Linked DNA regions of Muntiacus reevesi: region 1 is linked to region 2. Evidence: chromatin contacts called from public Hi-C data. All regions are on one chromosome and are shown on one strand. The core of a region is the stretch at or near the end of the contact, and the rest is flanking DNA. Distances in the headings are between cores, read along the strand shown. Region 1 holds the start of MRPS10 (mitochondrial ribosomal protein S10). Region 2 holds the start of PRICKLE4 (prickle planar cell polarity protein 4).

Region 1 (6,950 bases), core at 2,534-5,033, 330 kb after region 2:
CTAGAACACATTTGTTTTATTCATAAAGTGTTTGGGAAACAGCCTCAAATGAAATAAGGAGGAAAATTTATCGCTAAAGTAGCTTCTTATGCCAAGAAATAGGGAGTGCATACCGTAGGCTTGGTCAAATCCTTGGGGACATCAACGTGTAGGTTTGAAAACTGTACCCACTTCATACTGGTGCTGCTATGTGTGGAAACAAAGAGAAATCTAAGTAAAACAGCATAAGAGTCTATTTTCTTATCAATTTAGCAAATCCAATTATATACTTACAGAAGAAAGCCATCGTTTTTGGCTATACTGCTCCTAGAACTGCTTACAGAAAAATTCCTTGAACCCTTAAAAAAAGGGGGGATGTGTATCAGAATTGAAGTCAATTTCCAAACCAGTCAGTTTCCATTAAAACCCAAAAGGATGCTTCAAACAACAGGTTTTCTCTTTATTTTAGATGAAGATATGGGGGTAACTGGGGCTTCCCAAATAGTGTAATGACAAAGAGTCCACCTCCCAATGCAGGAGATCCTTGGGTAGGGAAAATCCCCTGGAGAAGGAAATAACAACTCACTCAAATATTCTTGCCTGGAAAATCCCATGGACAAAGGAGTCTGGCGGGCTACAGTTCATGAGGTGACAAAAGAGACACAACATAGGAACTGAACAAACAAAACAAACAACTAGGGTAACTAAATGCCAAATTAGGCTTCATTAGGAAAAAAAAGAAGACAATGGTAGAGTTGATAATCAAAAAGGACTCTCAAAATACCACAGACTGTATCTTTTAAAGCTCAGGAGCAAGAATTTTTTAAAAACAAGCAATTCTCACATGAATAGCTATGAATTAAATATGTGGACATTAAGGAAGAAAACATTTGACTTCATTTGACCATTATTTTTTACAGACTAAATGTATTTCAATATAATACATACTTTACTTAAATATTTTTGAGCATTAAAAAAAAGTGCCTTTATAATTTATTGGGCTGGAATAAGAATTCCAAAGTACTCTTGAAGTTTTCATCCTTTTCCAGCATATTTATTTCTTGCTTTGGCTGGGACAACTAGCTTATAAGTAACTAGCTATAACAACTAGCTTGTAGGTAAACTGAAATACACATTGGAATTTACACCCATCTACTATCACTACTGTGCCTCATACTGCAACAATCCAGCATTCCCAAATCCTTTATTATCAGCTCCCCCTGGTGGAACAAAACTTCCAGTTGTAGGAAATCTATCCTACTATATGTAACACATAATCTGCCACTTGCTTTTTCTTTTTTCTTAAGCTTTCCTGAGATTTAAAAGTGCAACCTGAGAAACTGGAAGCTTAACAGATCCTAAAAAACACTTCAAAGGTGAGAATACCAGTTTAGTACAAACAAAATTAAAACAACAGAGGGTCACCTAAGTTGTTAAGAAAGTCTATTCATAGCTTAGTATCCTTTTCCCTTTCTTTGCCGAAGGAGGAGGCAAATCAAAACTTCCGTAGCCTCCCTTGGATCAAGGGGGAAAAACAAAAAGAACAAAGGAAATCAAGCACAATACCACAAGGTGGTAAGAGGTACAGGCCTTTCTCCACACATACTCACAAAGAAAACTGCCTCCCATGTTTGTGGGCCAGTGAGCCCACAATCCAGTTGTGCTGAAGAACCACAGGTCTAAGGAATATGACACTTCCCAAGTATATTCCCCTGCTTTTAAAATCTCAAACCCCACCCTTATGGCAGAAAGTGAAGAGGAACTAAAGACCCTCTTGATGAAAGTGAAAGAGACTGAAAACGTTGGCTTAAAGCTCAACATTCAGAAAACTGAGATCATGGCATCTGGTCCCATCACTTCATGGGAAATAAGATGGGGAGACAGTGGAAACAGTGTCAGACTTTATTTTTTTGAGCTCCAAAATCACTGCAGATGGTGACTGCAGCCATGACATTAAAAGACGCTTACTCCTTGGAAGGAAAGTTATGACCAACATAGATAGCATATTAAAAAGCAGAGACATTACTTTGTCAACAAAGGTCCTTCTAGCCAAGGCTATGGTTTTTCCAGTGGTCATGTACAGATATGAGAGTTGGACTGTGAAGAAAGCTGAGCACCGAAAAATTGATGCTTTTGAACTATGGTGCTGGAGAAGACTCTTGAGAGTCTCCTGGACAGCAAGGAGATCCAACCAGTCCATCCTAAAGGAGATCAGTCCTGGGTGTTCATTGGAAGAACTGATGCTGAAGCTGAAACTCCAATACTTTGGCCACCTCATGCGAAGAGTTGACTCACTGGAAAAGACCCTGATGCTGGGAGGGATTGGGGGCAGGAGGAGAAGGGGAGACAGAGGATGAGATGGCTGGATGGCATCACCGACTCAATGGGCATGAGTTTGAGTAAACTCTGGGAGTTGGTGATGGACAGGGAGGCCTGGCGTGCTGCGATTCATGGGGTCTCAAAGAGTTGGACGCGACTGAACTGAACTGAAAGTGCTGTTACATCCACAAATGAACCTTAAGAAGTTCTTACCTTTTCTTTCCTTTCTTTTTTTGAGGGAGTGGAGTCTCTGCTCTGGGTAAATATGTCTTAAAAATAATTCAAAATTTCAACCTTTAATGCTACCTGACTTAAGGACAGTGGTTCTCAAAGTGTGGTCTAAGGACCTCTGAGGGACTTCTGAGACACTTTCAGAGGCGGCTCCCGAGGCTAAACTTAAATTTTTTTATAATAACAGTAAGATGCTACTTTCAACTTTCCCACTCGAAGTCTCTCACCAGAGTACAATGAAGTTTTCCAGAGACTGTATGGCCTCTGACGTAGTAAGAGACTGCAGAAGCAACTAGAGAAGCTGTCTTCTATTTAGCCAGACATTAAAGATGTTTGCAAAAACATAAAACATGCCACTCCTCTCTCTCAATTTGTTTTGGAAAATCTACTTGCTTCCCATAAAACCACTAATTATGTTAACATGTAATGAGTTTATTAGTGTTATTTTTAAGATTCTCGGTTGTATTTTCTAATAAGCTAAAAAATCGATAGCTTAAACGACACAAAACCCAAAATTCTTTGGAGTTCTCAACAATTAAAAAAAAAACTTTTTCTATTGTATGGAGTATAGCGGATTAACGATGTTGTGACTGTTCAGGTAACAGCGAAGGGACGCAGCTATACATATACATGTATCCATTCTCCTAAAGAGTAGAGGAGTGCTGAAGCCAAATAAGAACGGCTGCTTGAATTCTTTGCTTTTTCTCCAAAAAACCCAGCAAAGGATATTTAACCCACTCCTCTGATTTCAGAGACTGTCATCTGAGTCTCAGAAACCTGGCTATCAGGAAGGTATTTCAATCTGATTCCGTGAGAAGCGTCTAAACTCTCAAGCCACCGAATTTTCGCGAGGTGTAGCTTCTTGACTTCTCTGAGCCTATTCCGCAAACGTGAAAGGCGGGGTCTGCAACATTCGCTCCAATATCCTTTCCACTTCTCATAGTCTACTCTTCTTCTCGTTCCTGTCTTTGCCCTGAATCATTAACTTCTGTTTTACCCTGAGAGAATTCGAGATAAAATCAGCCCTTTTCTCGCCACCTTCTTCCAAACAACGGGTCAAAGTGCGGAATAAATATCGCGGAAGATGGGAAGAATGACAAGTGGCAATCAGACGTAATGGTACCTGTCCCTCTTAGGCCGCCTAATCCACGTAGCACGCTCCTTACCTGCCACAGACGCCGGCCCATGGCCCCAAACACCGCTCGCGCCGCCATCTTGCCGTTCCCTCTCCCCAGGATCACTTCCGGGATCACAGAGGCGTCCTCTGACCATAGAGTTCCGCAGAAGGAGAGAGTGTATCCTTGTGTTCCGGCACGGGTATAACCATAGAGACGAGATTCCACGCTCTCTTAGGATGAACACAGCCGGCTTCCTTCAGGTCTTAACCTGGCCCATCCGCCTTCTTGTTATAGCTTCAGCTTGTTTTTAGGTAGTTACTGAGTTCCGTCAGTCGTTTATTCTTTGCAGTTCCTGTTTTGTTGGACGTAAACATAGCCACATGCTTGGAACAAATATGACTAATGTATTGACAGTGGTTATCTCTGAGTTGATGGTTGATTGATAGTTGATTTTCCTGTTATAACGGAGCAAAGCGCTTGTGTGCCTGTGGCTCGCAAAATAAACCAGACTGACAGTGGGGGTTTGCAGAGAGTAAGGATTTATTGCAGGGCGCCAGGCAAGAGAGTATGAGCCAAGCCTCAGATCCACTCCATGTTTGTCTTTGAGTTAAGGTATTCTTGTCTGGTTTTTTTTTTTTTTTTTTTTTTTAAAGGGGAATAACCAAGAGGCTGGGTTTAGTGGTCTTGTGACGTTTTTGAATCATAGTTTTGAGAGTCAGAATGTCTCTGGTTTAGGATTCCCTGGTCAGGTGGTCCACGATTTGGTGTCTGATACTCACCTTGCCTTGGAGACACAATCTGCGTTTATAACTTAGAGCTGAGAGCTGTAACTGCAATAGCCTTGGCAGGAGCCAGTGTCCTTTTCAGAATCAAGCTCCCTCTTTCAGTTGTGACATTCGCAGTTGGCTGGTCCCTCTTAGCCAGTGGAGTTTTCCTAGAGCTCTCCAACTCTGTTGCTGCTTCTAAAGCATCAGTCTCTCTTCTGGGATGGCTCCTCAGCCTGCCTCTGCTGCCCTGAACAAGCTGAGTGAGGGTTCTGCAGCGGCCAATGATGGTGACATTACAGCTTGCAAACAACATTTCCCTGTGTTACCTAATCGGATCCTCACAAGATGACGTACAGTTTATCCGAATTTAATAAGTGAGGAGACTGAGACTCGGAGATGAAATGACTCAAAGTCATGTGGTGGATTAGTTACAGCTGAACCAATAACCAGCTTCAACGTCCTAGTTCAATGCCTTTTCCACCCCTGCAACACCCCCGGAGTTGACTCTGTGATAAGGTCCAGCTCTACTTAAGTCTCTAGGATGTGAAGCATAGAGATCCCTGCTTCCCTATGCTCCTGCAAGAAAGGAGTTTATTTTTAAAGACAGAGATGGCCTTACCTACTCCTGAAACTGGAAAAGTGGGCTCAAAACGGCCTTCGGAACTGGATGCCCTCTCCACCCCTCTGGTCAAATATGGTCTCTTTATGGATGGCCTTTCTCTGCTTATAAATTGTGTCTGCTCCCTCAGATTCCCGCCTTGCACGTGACCACTGCTTGCTGCTTTTGGTTCACCAAGTTTCTCCATTCATACTCTTAAAATGCAGGAATTGGATTTGGTCCCCTTGTTTTCCAGGGCTAAACTGTGTCATCGAAAAGACTGTGGGCCTAATAGCTTTTGGTCAGGTGCCAGCCTTGGACCAATTAGCTGGGGGCAAACTGGGAATCATTGTGAGGGGCCAGTTGGGGTTTCACCAGCAGTGGGGTTGTGGACAGGGTCTTTTGGTATGGTGTGTAGGCATAGACAGTGCGGGTTTTTTGTTTTGACAACATTAAAGTTATTAGTTTATTAGCATGGATGGTGTTCTGAAGCTTGGCCAGTTCATTATGGGTCTCTTCCCTATGAACTAACCCTTCAAACCTCTGAATTAGTGTAAATGAACAGGAGATCAAGTGATTCTAGATGGTTGGTGCAAGTCTACCTTGCTTTATATCCAGGAAAAATAAGTGTGTGCATCAAATATTTCTAAGTTAAATCATACTTTGATTGCACCAGTTGTTCTGTTTTAAAAGACACCCCTTCTCCCTTGATTGTGCTGGTTTCATGGTTATACACTTATCTCCAAACTCATCAAGTTGAACACAATAAATATCTATACAGTTTATGTGTCAAACATACCCTTAAATAAAGTGGTTGGGAAAAGAAGAAATACCAAGACCATCGAAAATAAAATTATCGAAGCAGAGGATGTAATGATCCCAAACAGCCCAAAGAGAGATCCATGTTGTATGTTAAGGATGTGTGTGCTGCAATGTAAATCAAGCATATATGACTGCTTGGCCTTCACCCTCAAACAGAAGCATTAAACACATCTCTTGAGGGATAGCTGGAGGATAGCTTTTTTCAAAAGGTTCTCTCTCATAATAAAGAAATAATCAGTCCTTTGGCTCTTTTATACAGGGATATCTGAGACTCAAAAATCTATTACTAAATAAGATAATGTATTAATTAATGTTAGATAAATATTAATAATAATGTTCAGTTTCTTAACATGACTTCCTAATTATGTTTTGCTTATGTCAACATTAAAATGCAGCCTCAGTCCCCAGCTGGCTGGCTGTGACCAAGGGAGGTAGACTGGAGGTCTGTGGAACTAAGAGTTGACTTTAGGTAAACTCAAAAGAGGCTTTATTTACACATACACACATGCAGATAAACTTCTCTGGAAGATTAGAGATAACCACTTTAACAAATAGTTGCTGAGAACCTATTGGAAATTGCTGTGAATATGTGGGTGATGGTGAGATGGTTCAGTAATAGTAATAAACCATGAACTTTGCTCTTACCACTGGTGGACTTGGATCTGTTCCCAGGACCTGTATGTTTTTTCTAAGTATTAAATTCCTTGGCATGCAGGCAGGAATGATGTCACAGTCCTCTTTATCCACTCAACTCCCCCATGTGTAATAACAGCATAGAATAGTGCCTGGTAGATGAGTAATGAATGCAAAAATTAAAATCTTCAGATTGGACACCTGAGCCTCTGGAAGCAGAATTTAAATTTCCAACACTGGCTAAATGCACAGTGTTTGTAAAGGAAGAGCTGTTTCCTTTGGTACAGGACGAGAATTTCCCAAATTAAAAGTATAAAACCCCCCAAGCATGTAGAAGATCAAGGTCTCGGACAGCTATGCCCCACTTAAATCAAGTTCTGTATAAAATCCAGAATTTCATATTTCTCCTGAACTTTGCTGTTGAGCATTAAATTCAGAATTTGGAAATCGAGATTAGCCATGCCTATAAATCAGGGTGGACTG
Region 2 (7,123 bases), core at 204-2,703:
TCTGGGGGTGAAGCCAAGAACGGCAGGGTGCAAGATGAGGGAGGACGCTGCATCTTTTCCTGTTTCCTTCACTGCTCTTAAAGATACCAGGACATATGACAGCCCAGCTAAGGCGGTGACATCGGGTGACAGGAGGAGAAGGCTCTGCTCTGAGACAGGTGTGGACTGGGAGTAGGAGTTTGAGGTTATGGCGGATCAAAACGTGTGAGATGGATTGGGGAAAGGTGGATAAATGCTTTGGATTTGAGCACGGTGTAAGGAGAATGGAGGAGCATGAAGACTCAGAGGAATTTCAGGACGGTGGAAGCATCTGGATTCATCCCAGAGAGAATGGTGGTTCTGGGGGCGTAGCAGGGGAATTTGCAGGAGACAGGGGTTCTCGGGACTCCAGGACACGCGAAGGTGTGTCGGGGGTGGGGATAGGGTGGTTCTGGGAGGTTAGAGGCAGATTTAGGTAACAGAGTTGACGGGAATTTCTAGATGCCGGGAAGGAATAGGGGAGGTCAGGGCCGCGCGTAGTCCCTAGATCCCCGCCCCCAGCCCCGGGGCTCCACCGCCCGCCCTCCCGGTACTTCCTCGGGAGGGAGCGGCGACTGCGGCGAGGCGCGGTGCGGCCTCGGTGGAGCCGCCTTGTCCCAGCCCCGCCGCACCCCGACTCACATCGCCCCGCGGCCCGGGCGGCGCCGGGCCCCGCTCCCGGGTCCCGCTGCAGCAGCCGCCGCCCGCCCGGAGCTAAGGCCTCCCCGCCCCGCGGCGGCGGGGTCGGAGGTCACCGGCTGCACCAACGAGACGCTGCGGGCAGGCGGACCCGATCGGGGGCGACCGGCGCGCAGCCTAGAAGGTCCCTTTGGAGGACTTTGCAGTACCGAGCAGGGAGCATGCGCAGACGCCAGAGGGCGCTCCGGGCCAGCGGCAGGGCTCGCCTGGCGGGGGCGGGGCGGAGCCTGGGGCGGGGGCGGGGCTCAGGGCGGGGCTGAGGGGACGAGAGGTGGGACCAAAGGTTTCCACTCCCAGCATCAGAAGAAGGACCGGAGCCGGGGGCGGGACCGGGGAGAAACACGAAAGATGGGGGAGGAACTTGAAGGGATGGAACAGGGAAGGGTAGTACAAGGGACCCCAGAAAGGGGCTGGGGACAAGGGGGAGGGAACTAGGTGGGGGTGGGGACACACAGACAAGGGCGGGCCTAGGAGACCAGAAGGAAGGTCTGGGGGGACCTGCAGGCTTCGAAAGGTGTTCTGTTCAGCGAGTGCTTGAGGACCCGGCATAACGATGGCTCCTGGGTGTCTGCTCAGCGCCCGCAGAGATGCGGTTCCAGGACTAAGCCCACGGGCGTGGGGGCAGTGGAGCCTGCACCGTTTTCACCCGAGATCCCTCAAATGCCTTCCTTCACTTAGCAGCTCTAGGCCCCTCCCCGAGCCGTCGGGCCCTACCAGCCCCTGAGAGGTGGACGGGGCCCGCGGGGCGGGGAGGCGGTTGCTGGGAGAGGAAGGGCCGCGCTCCCGGGGGCGGGCAGAGGCGGGCGCCTAGATCTGGAGGTGGAGACTGGGTGAGGGGCCCGACAGCGGCGTCTGTCCAGAACCGCCCAGACACCAGCGCTCAGCAAGGGTGAGACCCCAGCGGAGTCCCGTCCCCTCTCCTAAACTTCAGCAGCCGGACTGGGAACCCCAACTGACGGGAACCACACCGCGTCCCGCTTCGGAGGTGGGCCCCGAGAAACCCAAGAAAAAACTTGGGGATCTGTCAAGAGGGCACTTGGCAGGACCAGAAACTTCTCGAACCTTTCTTCCTCTCACTGTCCGGGGAAATCTTACATCCCTTACACCCCACCCCCCAACTTCCCAATCCCTAGCCTCTGCCCTTCAGGAAAGTAGAACTCCTGAGCCCGCTTACACCTGCGCCCGACGGGGAGGGGGTTCAGTCTTGTCTTATTTGTAAGGGGGGGAGGAGAATTCTGGAAGGAATCCAGCATGTTAGTAAGATGGAGTCCAGTGCTAAGTGAACGTGGAGTTATGCAGTCCTGGGGTGGGGACTGAGGGTGAGGCGTGAAGACTGATTTCTGAACGTTGGTCCTGTGTGAGATTTCATGCAAACTAGAACCTGGAAAAGAGGGTCTCAGTCCCATCCTGGCCCTGAGTGTGAACAGCCCATCCCGGCTGCTTTCCACAGGAAAACTGACCTGGGGGACAGAACAGGAAGGGAGCAGATGGGTGTGGGGCCAGGAAGCTGGGAAGGGTGGCAGGTGGGAGGGCTCGGGGCTGGGAAGCCATAGAATTTTTATGGTCCAAACCCTGTACCCAGCCCTAAAGCTGGGTCTTACGGAGGCTAGGGATTTGATGATCCCTTCTGGTGCCCTGCTGCCATCCCAGCTCTCAAAGGCAACTTCCTCCTCTAAAGCTTCCCTTAGCCTTCTCATGTGCCTAATTTCTAATGTAACTAACTTCTCAGGCAAGTTAGTTAACCTCAGTTTGTTTCAACCACAAAATGGGATAATAGAAACTACTTCACAGGATTGTTGTGAGGATGGATTATGTAACATGCTAGAAAAGTCTCTGCATGCAGTGGGTGCTAAATCACTTCAGTGGGTTGCCATGCCCTCCTCCAGGGGATCTTCCCCACCCAGGGATTAGATCTGAGTCTCCTCTGACTCCTGCATTGGCAAGGGGCTTCTTTACCACTAGCACTACCTTGGAAGCCCCAGAAAAGTCCCTGGCACAGAGTAAATATTCTAGAAAAGTTTTTTTTTTTTTTCTTCTTCTTCCTAGGATGCTGTGTCTATCTGCCCAGAATCCTGGCCCCATGCTGGCTGGTTTCATCGATGCCTGACCCAGTAGACGATGAGCTTGTTGTGGGCAGGGCTCATCCCTTTACCACTTCCGTAGTCACCTCCCATCTCCAAGATAATGTAGCCATAGCAGGGCTCACCCAGAGGAGGGCTAAAGAATTGCACTTAGAATTATCCAGTGAATTTGCTACTAGAGATAGACGATAGAAGCATAGGATTTTCATCTGTCCTGGAAGAGCTAATAGACCAGATGAGGAGCTGAGAGAGGCACAGCGGGCAAAGAGGAACATTAGGTGAGAAATCTGGGGACACTCACTGTACCTATTTCTGGAGCATAGGGGAAGGTGAGCTGGTATGGGCTGGAGAGGCTAAGAAGGGTCTCCTGGTGAAGTGGTTCTTTCACCTGGCTGAAGCCTACAGCGGAAGAAGTGGGAAGAGATGAGGAAGCAGGCTTCCTGGGTGCTGAGTGCCCAGTGAGGAACGGTGGGAGTTATGACTGGGGAGGTGGGGAACAGGGGCCAGTCCACGCAAAGGCTCACGGGGAAAGCGGCTTGTCTCCTTCTTCCATTACAGGCCTCTGCTTTCCTCCATCCCAATGCTGGGAGACCTAGAGTTGGAGCTTCAGAAACTCTGGAACTGAAAGCTTTGGCCTCAAGATCTGACTCTGCCATTTAGTAGCTTTGTGACCTTGAGCAGACCACTTACACTTACTGAGCTTCAGTTGGGCCATCTGTAAAATGGTGACCAGAATACTACCTAACTCATGTAGTTGATGGGAGGACTGAAGGAGATAATGCCTGTAAAGCACTTAGCCTGCCTAGCCCATTGTTATGGTCAGATAAATGGGAGGCCTCTTGCTGTTTTCTGTGCAGACTTTACCACCAATGTCACTGCTGAATTCTGGCTGGCCCCACCAAGTAAAGAGGCTGGCCTCTCCGGAGCTGAATCCACCAGTCAACTCAGACAGCAACCCAGACCACATGCCCAAGGAGGACCCTGAGGAGACTTCTGCTCAGGTGGGAGGAGTCCTGCCCTTCCCTCTGAGATTGACATCCACTTCATCCTTTGGACCTCTTCCCATTTCCACCCAGTGGGAGGTAGTTGGCCTTTGTGCCCAGCTTCTTGCAGCCCTTTTCCTTTGCAGGAATCCCTGTTCCTATAGCCCCCTCAGAACACAGGGGTTCAACTTCTCTATCTTATTGTTTTTTTTTCCAATTTGGTTGTGCTGTTCAGCTTGTAGAATCTTAGTTCCCCAACCAGGGATTGAACCTGGGACCTTGGCAATGAAAGTGCAGAGCCCTAACCACTGGACAACAAGAAAATTCTTCAACTTCCTTAAACTTATTCACACATATACATGAATTCTTTCCTATGGGGCTTATGTTGCCAAAGCAGAACCTAAGGGATTTGGCCCTAAGGAGTGAAGGGGGTGATTTCAAGCATAAGAAGGGAAGATGTTTTGGGGTGTGTCCTGCTAACTTGCCTCAGTGAGACCACAAACACAAGAATGGATCAACTGTCTTTGTGATCTTGAAGGAAGATTCTCCAAATTCAGGAGAGGGTGGACATTGTTCCGGATTGATGAAGAGGTGGCAATGAAGGAGGGCGGGTGGAAGGGGAGGGAAGGACAAACCAAGCTCTGCCTTTCTCCCTTTGCTGTGTTTCCTCAGGATCCTGAAGTTCTGAGCTGGGGGTACCCTGGCCTGGACACCACCCCAGCCCCCAGTTGGCCTGGGCTCCGGAGCCTCCTGCAGCAGCTCCCTCCACAGGACAGTGATGTGGGCCTCCCTCTCCCCAGCTTTCCTCTCTCTTGCGTCCCTCTTTACTTACTGTGGGAAGAAGCAAGGTACAGAAGGGAGGGAGGCACAAATTTACAGCCAAGATATGCCACTAATTGGGGGAAGTCATCCCCCCACCCCTGGCCTAAGCTTTCAGGTCTACACAATGTGGGCAGTGACATGCACTCTGCCCACCACCATGCTTAGCTGAAGAGCAAATGAGAAAATGAACATGACCAGCTTTTGAACCTGATAGTGGAATGTACAAATGTAGAGCGTATGGTGGTTAAGTATTTATTGAGGCCCCTGTGTGCCCAACCTAAAGACTTACAATTCAGTTGGGGAGGCCAGGCAGGAGAATATGGAATAGGGGAAATCCAGTGGGAAGTGATATTGAGCTACAGCTCATTGGGAGCCAGGATCTAAATACTGGGTTGGCCAAAAAGTCCATTTGGGTTCTTCCATTCGATGTTACAGAAAATCCTGAATGAACATTTTGGCCAACCCAGTACAGGAAGATGGGCTAAGTGCTATAGGGCCGTCAGGACCTGAGTGATCACCATTCCTTGGGGAATTGAGACACAGATGGATATACTCCACCTCTCTTCCGTCTCCTCAGTGCTCATCTGCGCTGTTATTTCCTGCAGCTCCTTGAGGTTTTACAGTCTTTCTTTGACCAAACAACTAAACCTCCTCTCTCCAGTCAAACTTCAATCTTGCCTGCTGGGGCTCTCCCAGTTACCGTGGACACCTATTTCTGCAGGAGCGCTACTGCCTGGCCCTTGGGGAGGAGGAGCTGGCCCAGCTGCGGCTCTTCTGTGCCCAACGGAGGCGGGAGGCCCTGGGACAGGGGGTGGCCCGCCTGATACCTCTCAAGCTTGAAGAATGCACCTGTGAAAATGTATGTAACACCCGACCTAGCCACCATATTCCCCTTCCTCTTCTCTTTGCCCTCTCACTGCTGCAGAAGGGGATGGCATTGGGGACTTTGGAGAGGAAAAGGGGTTTGGGGATTGACAGTTTGGCAACAGTCAGGAAAAAGGGAAACCAAATGTAGGGCTTCTTGGTGGAGCCTGCAGTGGAGGTGGGTTTGCTTGGAGGTGTGGGAAGAACAGTTAGTTTTGGGGTTGGGATGGAAGAGCTTGGAGGGTGGCATATGCAGCCTGTGACCAGCCCAGCACCCACGCCCCGCAGTGCAGGCAGCGGCTGAGGCCAGGGGAGTACGGAGTGTTTGCAGCTCGGGCAGGAGAGCGGCGCTGCTGGCACCGGGCTTGCTTTGCCTGCCAGGCCTGTGGCCAGGCCCTGATCAACCTCATCTACTTCTACCACGATGGGCGTCTTTACTGTGGCCGTCATCACGCAGAGCTGTTGCGGCCGCGCTGCCCGGCTTGTGACCAGGTACAACCTTGAAGGGAGGGGCTGGAGGGGGTCTGCCCAGGGTTAAGAGTAGCAGGGTGCAAGGGGACGCCTCTTTCAGTACCACGGACTTGGGAACAGAGAACTGGAAACCAGCCTGGGACTTCTGTATTTGCCCTGCTCTGACTTTTGAGCTCTGGGCGCCTGGGACCCGTTGCCTTTGTGCCCTCCCCCACCGCAAGCAGAGTCCCCCCAATTTTCTTGGGCTGAATCCCTCCAGGCAGTGACTCTAGGATAGACGATCATCTCAGTACGCTAGTGCTGTGCCTGCTCCAGCGAGGAACTCGTTCAGTGTCTGCACAAGAGGCAGTATGGAAACCTGGGTTGGGCGTCCAGGCGACCCGGGTCGCACTTCTTCAGGATGTGCCACCTGCTAGCTGAGGGATCCTGGCTAAGCCAATCAGCCCTCCCCGCGTCTGAGAGTGTTTGAGTAGATCAAATGGGAATGTCTGTAGACGTGCTTTAGCGTCACCTGGGTATAAGGCGTGGTTATTGGATGAATGAATGAGTGAATGAATGAATGAACCGTTCCCCTCTCCCTCTCTCAGCTGATTTTCTCCCGGCGCTGCACCGAGGCCGAGGGACGGCGCTGGCACGAAAACCACTTCTGCTGCCAGGACTGCGCCGGGCCCTTGGGCGGGGGACGTTATGCCCTGCCGGGGGGCGGCCCCTGCTGCCCCAAATGCTTTGAGCGTCGCTATTCGGATGCGGGTTCGAGTCCGGCCCCGACGCTGGAGAGCAGGGCGTCCCCGGGTAAGGGAGGAGAAGGTGAAGATCAAAGGGGAAGGGGGCAGCGGCTTGGGCTGGGCTGAGGGGGGTGGTTCTCCCGGGCTGGGACCCTCACCCCGGTCCCACGCCGTCCCGCCCCTCCAGCAGCGCCCCCGTTCCCCCCACCGCACCCCCAGACCCGAGCTTCGGGGCCCGCAGCTCTCACCGCGCGTCCCTGGCCGGCGCGCTCCAAGGGCCTCCAGAACCCACCCCGCGCCGCCGTTGGGGCTGCGGCGCGGGACTCGCTCCTGGGCTGGGGCCGCGGCCGCCCTCTGCTGGGCGGAGGCGGGGAGGGGCGGGAGCCGGGAGCCGACCCACAGCGGCGGCGCGCACGGCTCGGGGCGGGGCGGGAGGCTGGGCCCGGACTGGGACTGGCTT

What was found. Hi-C and Micro-C count contacts between places; a contact is called where the count stands out from the background.
Region 1: a contact with region 2 is called in a Hi-C map of blood, with 2.8 times the contacts expected there. The contact joins the promoter of MRPS10 here to the promoter of PRICKLE4 in region 2. A contact is called at or near these places in 2 of 3 Hi-C or Micro-C datasets (blood and muscle).

What each region holds. Positions count from the first base shown.
Region 1 is chr20:17,719,262-17,726,211 of mMunRee1.1, forward strand. MRPS10 (mitochondrial ribosomal protein S10) reads right to left here and starts at 3,784. Exons shown (of 7, transcript XM_065912530.1): 1 at 3,696-3,784; 2 at 274-338; 3 at 114-186. The coding sequence starts at 3,743.
Region 2 is chr20:17,390,147-17,397,269 of mMunRee1.1, forward strand. It overlaps PRICKLE4 (prickle planar cell polarity protein 4), which reads left to right and starts at 1,454. Exons shown (of 7, transcript XM_065913360.1): 1 at 1,454-1,702; 2 at 3,656-3,799; 3 at 4,454-4,561; 4 at 5,325-5,462; 5 at 5,756-5,959; 6 at 6,526-6,730. The coding sequence starts at 3,668. FRS3 (fibroblast growth factor receptor substrate 3) reads right to left here and starts at 820. Exons shown (of 6, transcript XM_065912383.1): 1 at 661-820.